Linked DNA regions of Mus musculus: all the other regions are linked to region 1. Evidence: chromatin contacts called from public HiChIP or PLAC-seq and Micro-C data. All regions are on one chromosome and are shown on one strand. Each heading gives the region's core, a stretch centred on a gene start, on an enhancer-like site or on the middle of the called end of the contact. The rest is flanking DNA. Distances are from core to core; before and after follow the strand shown. Region 1 has its middle 12 kb from the start of Olfr221. Region 2 holds the start of Slc39a2 (solute carrier family 39 (zinc transporter), member 2). Region 3 holds the start of Supt16 (SPT16, facilitates chromatin remodeling subunit).

What was found. Hi-C and Micro-C count contacts between places; a contact is called where the count stands out from the background. HiChIP or PLAC-seq counts read pairs in DNA pulled down with a chosen protein or histone mark.
Region 2: an H3K27ac HiChIP or PLAC-seq map of embryonic stem cells shows a contact between it and region 1, with 12 read pairs. The contact joins the promoter of Slc39a2 here to the enhancer-like site in region 1. A contact is called at or near these places in 8 of 39 promoter capture datasets (cranial neural crest, embryonic stem cells, liver and 4 more), 2 of 15 datasets of contacts at CTCF or cohesin (embryonic stem cells and large pre-B cells), 4 of 484 Hi-C or Micro-C datasets (the G1E-ER4 cell line, embryonic stem cells and nephron progenitors), 12 of 115 datasets of contacts at active chromatin or transcription factors (bone marrow-derived macrophages, embryonic hindbrain, embryonic limb bud and 4 more) and 4 of 9 other capture datasets (adipose tissue, embryonic stem cells, liver and 1 more).
Region 3: a Micro-C map of embryonic stem cells shows a contact between it and region 1, with 3 times the contacts expected there. The contact joins the promoter of Supt16 here to the enhancer-like site in region 1. A contact is called at or near these places in 1 of 39 promoter capture datasets (macrophages), 1 of 15 datasets of contacts at CTCF or cohesin (embryonic stem cells), 3 of 484 Hi-C or Micro-C datasets (embryonic stem cells, group 2 innate lymphoid cells and reprogramming fibroblasts), 3 of 115 datasets of contacts at active chromatin or transcription factors (the HPC-7 cell line, epiblast stem cells and extraembryonic endoderm stem cells) and 3 of 9 other capture datasets (adipose tissue, liver and pancreatic islet).

Annotation. Positions count from the first base shown.
Region 1 is chr14:52,046,185-52,049,572 of GRCm38.p6, reverse strand. No RefSeq gene overlaps it. Among named protein-coding and RNA genes, the nearest start is that of Olfr221, 12 kb to the right of the region's middle. Within about 2 kb of position 1,527, at least 8 of the 459 cell types and tissues checked have an H3K27ac peak or open chromatin away from gene starts, as enhancers often do. A contact at or near this core is called in embryonic stem cells, where this site is marked.
Region 2 is chr14:51,891,745-51,895,132 of GRCm38.p6, reverse strand. It overlaps Slc39a2 (solute carrier family 39 (zinc transporter), member 2), which reads right to left and starts at 1,523. Exons shown (of 4, transcript NM_001039676.2): 1 at 1,219-1,523; 2 at 914-1,044; 3 at 627-677; 4 at 1-234. The coding sequence starts at 1,333. Mettl17 (methyltransferase like 17) reads right to left here. Exons shown (of 14, transcript NM_001029990.1): 14 at 3,265-3,388.
Region 3 is chr14:52,195,338-52,198,725 of GRCm38.p6, reverse strand. It overlaps Supt16 (SPT16, facilitates chromatin remodeling subunit), which reads left to right and starts at 1,487. Exons shown (of 26, transcript NM_033618.3): 1 at 1,487-1,641. The coding sequence starts at 1,576. It overlaps Chd8 (chromodomain helicase DNA binding protein 8), which reads left to right. Exons shown (of 38, transcript NM_201637.3): 38 at 1-575. The coding sequence ends at 134.

The DNA of each region.
Region 1 (3,388 bases), core at 278-2,777:
TCAGGGGTTATGTATCAAGACCTTGTCTCAAAGAAAGAAAGAAAGAAAGAAAGAAAGAAAGAAAGAAAGAAAGAAAGAAAGAAAGAAAGGAAGGAAGGAAGGAAGGAAGGAAGGAAGGAAGGAAGGAAGGAAGGAAGGAAGGAAGAAAGAAAGAAAGAAAGAAAGAAAGAAAGAAAGAAAGAAAGAAAGAAAGAAAGAAAGAAAGAAAGAAAGAAAGAAAGAAAGAAAGAAGCTGGGCAATGGTGGCGCATGCCTTTAACCCCAGCACTTGGGAGGCAGAGGCAGGCGGATTTCTGTTTTGTTTTTGTTTTTGTTTTTTTCGAGACAGGCGGATTTCTAAGTTCGAGGCCTGCCTGGTCTACAGAGTGAGTTCCAGGACAGCCAGGGCTACACAGAGAAACCCTGTCTCGGAAAAAAAAATTAAAAAATAAAAATAAAACAAAAACAAGAAAGGAAGGACGAAAGAAGGAAGGACGCGAAGGGAAGCAAAAGGAAGGAAGGAAGAAAGAAAAGAAAGGGAGAACAACAAAACAAAATCACCCAAATCCTACATATGTAAAAAGAAAATGAAGAGCACCTCTTTGAGAAAGCCACACACCCTGGGGTGGGGTGGGGTGGGGGGTGGTGGTGGTGGTGTCTCTTACATTCTCCGGAGTGCCTCTCTTTCTAAACCCTGTGCTTAAAATCTCTATAAAACTGCTAAACTCTATAAAGCTGCTTTATATTAACTTGGAGTCCATTCTATCTTGTAAAATTCTTTTCTGTGTCAAAGCCAAGACTCCTGGGTTTGCCTGAGGGAAGGTCTCTGAAGGACCTTCAGCCACTGCGGGCCATGGTAAGGACTCGGACGAAGGTAGGGAGCCAGCCACTGTGGACAGTGCCCTTCTTTTAGTGTTTCTGGGCAGGAGAGAAGCAAATGTATCTAATAGGAGTTCTATAGGATAATTCACAAAGTACTTGATATAAACTGAATGCGCACAGCGCGGGCTACAGCGTGGAAATGAGGAGAACTGAGAAGACTGTCACTGTTGACTTTGCCTCTAGAAGTAACACTGATGACATCACATGACTCCTGTGGGGAAAAAAAAATCCTAATATGATGACTCCAATTATGTCAAATCCAAAAGGTATTAGAACATTTATAGCAAGAAATTTCAAGGGCTGGAGAGATGGCTCAACGGTTAAGAGCACCGACTGCTCTTCTTCAGGTCCTGAGTTCAATTTCCAGCAACCACGTGGTGGCTCACAACCATCTGTTATGGGATCTGATGCCCTCTTCTGGTGTGTCTGAAGACAGCAACAGTGTACTCACATATATAAAATAAAATAAAAAAAACAAAGAAATTTCGAGAATGGACCTAACTGAAGATGGAGCAATTGAAGAGGAGACTAGCCCACCCGGGATCTGTAGCCTGCCTGTGACAGACTTTTCTGTGCTAGCTTGCAGTGTGACCCCTATTCCCATGGAACGCTGTTCCGTGCCTCCTCCAGCCCAAGGAATGCCACTGGGTAGATCCCTCCCCAAGCCTTGGCAAGGCAGCTCTCAGTGCTCAAGGTCATTATGCAAACTGCTCAGCTGAGGCAGGGACCTGAATCCTGAGCCCCTCTGGGGAAAAAGATGAGAAATGCTCCTTTCACAGGTACCTAGATTCTGGTTTTTTTTTGTTTTTGTTTTTGTTTTTTTTTTTGTTTTTGTTTTTTGTTTTGTTTTGTTTTTTTTGTTTTTTTGTTTTGTTTTGTTTTTCAAGACAGGGTTTCTCTGTATAGTCCTGGCTGTGAGGAACGGTTGTGGCAGCAGCCCCAAGATGGCGCCCGGGACTGAAGCTAACTCTTATGACTTGCACCTGATTTCCTCATACACCTGAAAATAGCCACGACCATCGTGAGAACTGCGCAGGTGCACCATGATGCTGGCGGTGTAAACAAGTCCATATTTGGTGGAGACATGCCCCTGCCACCCTGATTGGCTGAAGCTGCGTGCCTGGTGAGGTGGTGTGGCCTGCCGTGAGTGATTGGGGGCTGAGAGTATGTAAGAGTGAGAGGCCCGGGGTTCAGGGGAGAAAAAGATGAAGGGAGAGAGATGAAGACAGGATCGACCTAAGACAGGAGCCGTGGCCGATGGACAGATTTGCCCAGACCTAGTCCAGCATCATATTATTAAACAAAAAAGGGGGAGATGTAGGAAGCCAACTCTTAAGATGGCACCGGGCACCAGGTGTGCCGTTGTCATAAACAACATCAGCGCAGGTGTAAGTCCAAGTCTGGCGCCAACCCCGACCAGGCTGGCCTTGAACTCAGAAATCCTCCTGCCTCTGCCTCCTCCAGAGTGCTGGGATTAAAGCACCATGCCCAGCGGGTACCTAGATTCTGATGAAGCTCAAATTCAACTTCAACTCCATCACCATGGTCACTGTTGGGTCTCAATAGCGTCAGTGTTTAAAGCATTTGTTGTTGTTGTTGTTTTTCATTTATTTAGTGTGCTGTGTGGTTGTGTCACACTACATACATAAGGCTCAAGGACAACACATGAGAATCAGTTGTCTCCTTCCACAGTTTAGGGCCCCAGGGACTGCCCCACGCTGCCTCAGGTCTGCAGGCTTGGCAGCAAGTCTTCTCCATGAACTATTTGCTGGCCTACCACACAGGATTTTGACTCTCTTAAACACCATCCACCTCTCTCAGGACAACCTCCATCATTCCCTGATCTGGAAGACAAGATGAGAGACAGACACCCATTCTCCTCAGAAGCCCGGGCTGGAGGGCAGGCAGAGCTTGGGCATCTCCCTGATGTAGAACACCCATGGGCTGCCCTGGAACATATCACCTCGTCTTGGGCCTCGAGAAATTCTGATCCAGTGACTTTGACGAAAACTGGAGCAGTTACAGCTTGGCTACTCCCCATAATCTGTATTTAACCTCAGTTTTCAGGTTTCAACCAATGTTGTTCTATGGTCCAGTTGAAAGGCCAAGAATTTTGGTGTGACGTATTACCATTTTGTACTATAAAATCTTTTCCTGGAATATCCTGAAGATTTCACCTAAAAGTTGTCAATAATTGCATGTTGTGGACGTTTCACAAACATGCTATTTTTGACTCTTTGTAGGGGCTGCTCCCACGGCACTTCAGGGTTCCACCGTGTGTGTTGGAGGGGTGGGGGGCTAGGCTAAGATCTGAGCCTTATGGGTATGTTACGCTGACACCGACACAGCTATTGTCACAAGGACAGATCAGATTATGCATTCTTGGTGTGTGGGACAGTCCTCTTCCCGATAAGTGGCCTGTCGCCTCATGAATTTTTAATTTTCATTCAGTATGTTTTGCCAGTGTGTATGTTTTCAAACACACACACTATCATCCACCCATGTTGCCAAGTTGTGTTGCTATGGT
Region 2 (3,388 bases), core at 274-2,773, 150 kb after region 1:
CACGGAATGAAAGGACAGGGAGAGCAGAAGGACCAGGGCGCGCAAGGGACCCCGTGAGGGTGAGGGTACCGCTGGATGCTTGTGGAATCCAAAGGCATGAGTCCCTCCCCATTCCTCTTCCTGTACTGTCGATCCTCCAGCAGCCCCGTGACAGCACTGCAATGCCAGCGACTCCAAAAGGAAGACAAAGAAAAAGCCCAGGGAGATGACGAGCTCTCCATAGGGATACTCCACCTAGGAACACAGAGAGGTACCATAAGCCAGGAAAAGAAGGAGACGACATAGAGTGGACCCGGGACCACATGGTACAAGGACCAAAAGGGGTGGAGCCCGAGAGGAGCCTCGTGGAGGAGAGAGATCCAGAGGGGCTGAGGGACAAAATGCCGCTTGGATTAGAAATAAAGGAAAATAATGTGACCTCTGTCATAGGGTCCAGGGTAGGAAGGATGGAGTGATGCAAGAGCTGTTTCTGAGGGCCCACAAACAAAGATTAGGTCGGCACTGTCTTTCTTGACATTATTTGAAGTGAGAGTAGAGAGTCCTGGTATTCCTCACATATCAAAAGGGGCACGAAAAGTCCCAGGTTCGCCTCGATCTCCAGGCAGGGGCTAATGATAGATACTTACGTAACTAGAAGCAGCATCACGAGAAGAATTTCCCTTACTTCCTGTACTATTCTAGGAAGGCAGAAACAGAAATTAGACTGAGTCTGAGGCAGCTCTAGTTCTTGTCCTGCCCTTTCAGCCAACAAGCTTTCCTCAGATGCTCAACCCCACCACCTCCCCCACCCCCCACGTCTACTCAACAGCGGCTGTCCCACCGGTGCGCTGCACTCAGAGCTTTCCCGATGGCCCCAGCTTCTGTCTGTCATCCCGGTCCCATAGCCCTGCCACTGGATTTCTTGGCTACCCACCTGTTCCACGAATTTCTGAATTTCTGACTCAATTCCCTCCAGAGCTTCAGCAGTCATATGCATCAACCCTGCTCCCAAGAAGACACCTGCAGAGGTGCAGCCCAGGAGGCTGAGGACCCTGTGGTGATGACCTAATAAAAAAGCAGAGGTTACTCTCCAGTTAGCAGTGAGGTAAATGGGAATGAATGAAGAGCAACAGATGGCACTCAACATCTGTGGGGTGGGGTGGGAGAGAACAGAGCCAGATGCTAGGAAAGGTCTGAGATAAGGCGGTCTGAGGAACAGAGTCAGAGTGGGGGCTGTACCTGTAGCTGCATCCATCTGGAACCATTTCACGTAGATGGGAGTAAGGCCACAGCCCAGTGTGAGAACCAGAAGAGCAAGCAGGCAGCCGATTTTTACTCCTAGTAGTACCTCCATCTTTGGGTTGTAGGGTAAGTAGAGACCTCAGAAAGGCAAAAGCAGTCAGGAGCAGTTGAAGTGGTCAAAGTGGAGTATTTCCTCTCGTGAATTTCAGGACTGCTGATAACCTTCTTGTCCCTGGACTGTCTGGGTTTACACAGCTCTCACCCGCATAGCAGACGAGGGCTCAGCCCCAGTCACCAACCCTCCCACTATCTGGAGGCCCCTCCCCTGCCTTACACCTTCCTGAGCTTCCAAACCAGAAACTCCAGACTCCCTGCCAGGTCCAGCTCAGAGAAGTTTTCTCTTCAATGCTGTGACTAATCCAAGCTCTCTGAGGACTCTTAGTTCATGTCTGGGGTTGATCTAACCTCAAATGGAACAACCTACGGTAGTTACGTCCCAGCTAATTTATGTGTGAGGCAATTTGGTCCTGCCACGGTCAGGACATTTAATATAAGCCTTCCACACGCTCTACCTACGCTCTACCCTATCCTAAGTCTTACAGGTGGCCGCGCTGATACTTGAACTGAACCCTTTCAGAGAGGATTTGGGGCCACCTGAGGGTAAAGGGGGTGGAGTTGCTACTCTTCTGTGTGAATTAGCAAGTGATGAGAGTCCCCTTTCCTCTAATTCCAGAAAAATAGCTCCAGGCATGGAAATTCCCTGGGAGTGCTCTCTCTCTGTCTCATGTGTGTGTGTGCCTGTGTGCTATTCCTAGTGTTACAACATGTATACTGTCACTTTTTTTTTTTTTTTTTTTTTTTTTTTTTTTTTACGCAGGGACTCACTGTATAGCCCTGGCCAGCCTGGAACTATGTAGATCAGGCTAGCCTTGATAAACTCAGAGACTTACCTGCCTCTGCTTCTCCAGAGCCTTGGTACCCTATGTCCCACCTGTCACTTTCTGTCTCTGTGAAGAAGCCTCCCCCCCCCCCCAGAGAAATCAGTCAATTGTTTTTTTCTCTTATATAAAAGTTTAAACACTTCTTTTTTTATCTTTAAAGTTTAAGGAAACCCACAAACTTCAAACAAAAAAAGGTCAGGCAGAACACTTTCATTGTTTCAGTCAAGGCAAGCTGTGCCGTCCCAGTGGCCATCTAGTACTGTAATTCGCAACTGTTAACCTTGTCATTTTCATTGTACAGGGCAATTTATAGGCTTGAAGTGCAGAACCTGAGCGCTGAACCTGAATGGTCTACCAGATGTCTATCAGTGCCAACAACTCTAAAAACCTTGACCTTTAACAAAGCCTGTGGTGTGATCTTATCAGCTTGCCCCCAGCCCTCTTCCGGGTCTCGGTCCCCTTCCCTTACAGCTGGGCATTAGGCTGTGTGAAGGTAGACTTGAGGTGCCCTTGCCTTTCTGATGGGCATCCTCCTGTTTTGGGGGGTTAACATTTCCTGTTGCGAAATGGGGTTGTTCTAGAATAGAAACAGGAAATGGAAACAAACCAAATAAACAGAGGTGTCCTGACTAGACTAACTTTGAGGGAAGCCAGGTGTGGTGGCGCACGCCTTTAATCCCAGCACTCAGGAGGCAGAGGCAGGCGGATTTCTGAGTTTGAGGCCAGCCTGGTCTACAAAGTGAGTTCCAGGACAGCCAGGGCTACACAGAGAAACCCTGTTTCGAAAAACAAACAAACAAACAAACAAACAAACAAACAAACAAACAAACAAACGAACAAAAAACAAAAAACTTTGAGGGAAATACAGGCAAAGAAGTCAGCTAACTGCGAGTTCCCTCTTAGAGGCCCCCAATGACCACTGGTTGAGACCTGCCATGCCCCTTCTCACAGGGCCAGCGGTGTCTTTCCTCACCATCCTCCATGTTGTTCAAGGAAGTGTCTGCAGCAGTGAGACCTCTCCACGCTGAGGCTACACTCTCTTCAGTACAGACAGACCAGGACGACCGGCCCTGTGTCTTTAAGCAATCAGAACATCCACCTCTATTCTTTAAAAACATTTATTATTAAAATTTCACACAAACACAAGCACAGGGTACCAGAGCTCTCTTCCTGGATACCAGGTAGCTTTGCCCTTGGCAGGTGTGATGGAAAGGAACACTTGTTCT
Region 3 (3,388 bases), core at 238-2,737, 150 kb before region 1:
ACGATGATGAAGAGGAGGATGAAGAAGATGATGATTTATCTCAGGGCTATGACAGCTCAGAACGGGACTTCTCACTCATTGATGACCCTATGATGCCAGCCAACTCAGACTCCAGTGAAGATGCTGACGACTGAAGCCCCATATAGACCCGTGATGGGTGGCTGCTGGAATCCCTTACTCTGGCCCTTGGACTTTGGAAATGTGGGAGGGGCAGGGAACAATATGGGGAAACCCAAGACTTCAGGAGGTGAAAAGAAAAAGAAAAAAACAAAAAACAAAAAAAAACAAAAAACTTGTACCCAATTGCTCCCAATTTTGAGAGGATTGGGTGGGCAGGGGAACTCCTAAAAAAAAAAAATAATAAATGACCACTTCCTCGTTTCTGGGGAAGCAAAGGAGCTTAGAGCAGCTGGTGTGCTCACCCCTCCCCAGACGCCTCCATTAACCACAGACTATGTAGCGCTGGCCCTAGCCTCTGGCAGAGCCTGTTCCTGGCCAAACTGTGGCTACAGCTGGAGGGTCAGGAACTGTTACCTTCCTTCCCCTTGGCATTAATAAATTTAAGTTAATCCTTTTCCATTCTTCCTATGTTCTGTTTCCTTAAACACAATATAAGTACTGTTTTTTGCTGCGTAATTTAAACACCATTCTCCTACAGTTCAATACTGTTGCAACTAATAGAAAAGCCATTTGTAGTCCTCAATAGGCATATATAATGGCGGGTTATCCCGTTTGTTAAAGCCAAGGAAATGATACAAGATAAAGAGGTAAAATATTTTGAATTGTACTTCACATTCTTAAACGAGGATTAATTTCAAGAGCCATATTTTTTTTTTCAATTAGTCAGGATAACTATTCTTGGGGAAAGCCAGAGAATAATGTGGCTTTTCATGAAATACAGCAAAAGTACACGCTGACAAAAAGGGTGCCTTCACAACTTGGGTCTTCGCGAGGCTGGAAAGAACTACAAAGTTTAGGAGCCACTCCGAGCCATTTGTTTCCTTCCACCCTACCGGCCCATCTCTTAAAGGAAAACAGAACCTTTCCTTCCTACTCTGCTGCCCACCGCGCAGCTTATTCGCGAAGGTGGGCTCCGTCCCTCTGGGGTGCAGTGTTTGGTTGAGAGTGCCTTCCCCGGGGCGGTCACTGGCCTGCCCTGGGGCAGAGGACTCACTCCTGCGCCTGGCTGCACGCGGGTCCCGCTCTTTCTGCTCCCCTCCCTCTGCCCGCCGCCCAGAGCGCCCGGAGCTCGGAAAGTGGGCGGGTCACGTGACGGGAGCCTCTGGCGCCGGAGAGAGCTTCCAGAGCCCGCGAGCCCGCGCTGCACCTCGGTCTGTTGACTTCACTTTTGCGTCCTCGGTTGCCCTTCCTCCCGCCACCCTACGGAACGAGCGGTGGGTTTGGTTTTTTCGCTTTTTAAATCTTCGACGCTCTAGGGACCCGGAAGCGGAAGGGGATACCGGGCGGTCGGTACTTCCGGGTCACAGAGAGTGCGGGATTCCGGGCCGAGCGCGGGTGGCGGAGCTGGGACCTCGCGTGATTCTCGGAGCCCGACGGGAAGCGGCGTCCAGGGCAATGGCTGTGACTCTGGACAAAGACGCGTACTACCGGCGAGTGAAGAGATTGTACAGTAACTGGCGGGTAAGGAGCCCCGCGCCCCCGGGAGCCCCACATCCCATAATAGCCTGCTTCCCGGCGCCCTTTTCCCCCTCAGCCAGAAACCTCCGGCTCCGCCGCGCTCCCGCCTGCCCCGGCAGCGTCCGGCTCGCCGCGCCGTGCTGCGCCTGCGGGGTCCGCACGCGCCTGGCCCGCCCCGCGGCCACAGCGGCCCGCCCAGGTCCCGCCACAATTACCGTTTGCGGGAAAGGGGCGCGAAAGCTGTGCCCGGAGCTCTTGGCGCTCCCCGCTCCCCGGCCTCTGCTGGAGTTGAGAAATGCTGCTCCCGCGCCCCGCTGCTTCTCCTTAGGCCCTGCGTGGGTCACAGACCCAGCGCTGGGAACCTGCGGGCTCTCCTAAGAATTAATTGATGGGACGCCTCAAAGCCGGTTTCCCATGTCGGCAGCATACCGGGGGCACGTGTTGAGGAAAACGCTGTGGAAGTTCCAGGGCTTCTCCAAAGATTGGGCAGTTTCCCTGTTTTATAATCATAATTTCAAACTTACTTTTTTGCTAGTTAACTTGTTAACTTCACAAGTGTTTGATTGATTTCATACTGTCTGAACGGTCTATCGTCTGGGCTCTGAACCTTGTGAGTGAGGGGAAATAGAACTGATAAAAAAGAAAGCCGAAAATGCTCTGAAAAAATACCAACTCCGGTTTCAGCTTTGTAAACTATCTTATACTGATTGGTCCTCTCCATTCTTGGCTCCTGCATGTAATCCCATGATTTCTGAGGCTGAGGCAGGAAAATGACTAGTTTCAAGCCTGCCTGTGCTTCATAGTGAGACTGTATCAATCGGCTCGTCATTTAGTAAATAAAATTGAACCTTTACTGAAGTCGGTTGTTTTTCCTGCCTCATCAGAAAAAAGCCTATGTATCTTTTAAGCAAGATGCATTGCGTGCTGAAAATAATATAGGGTTTTTCACTTTATTGGCTAATTTTTTTTAGATGACTTAGTGGTCTCTATCACAAAATTATATTGTTTGGTCCTGAGGATTGGCCCTACCACCACCTCTGTGTTTTACCATTAAGCTATATCCCTATCCAGGGAATATTTACTGTCACTGTGTTATGATGTATGCAATGATGATAATCAAAAGCCCCCGTTTCTACAGCCAGCCCTGAAATAATAAACTTTTAAAGCTTTTTTTTTTTTTTAATATTTATGGGTATTTTGCATTCATGTATGTTTGTGTATACCCTGCATGCATTGCCTGCGAAGGCCAGAAGAGGGCGTGGGATACCCTAGAACTGAAATTACAGAAGGTATTTAGTTGCTGTTTAGGTCCATGTGAAACCTGGTCTTCTGGAAGGGCAACCAGTGATTTTAACTACTGGGCATTTTTCTAGCCCCTTAAAAACATATTGGTGTTTTCTCTATTTCCAGAGTTCATCAAGCTATTTTTAAGGCTGTTACAGTAACATAGCTTTTAATTATAATTTTCATAACTTAACACAGCATGCTTTTGAGTAGAAAGGCTTGATACATTAAACTTTCATCTGAATGTCATCCTTTGGTATTGGGATCTTGGTGAAATATTTGCATCCAATGTATGTACATGTTGTGCTATGTAAGTCATCACAATACCTACTCCAATGTCATTGATGTGTGAGTATGAGTGCCACTGCTTATGTATAGAGATCAGAAGGCATCTTTGTAGAGTCATTTGTCTTCAAGTTATATATCTTTATTTGGGATCAGGAGATCGAAATAGCAAGCACCTTTA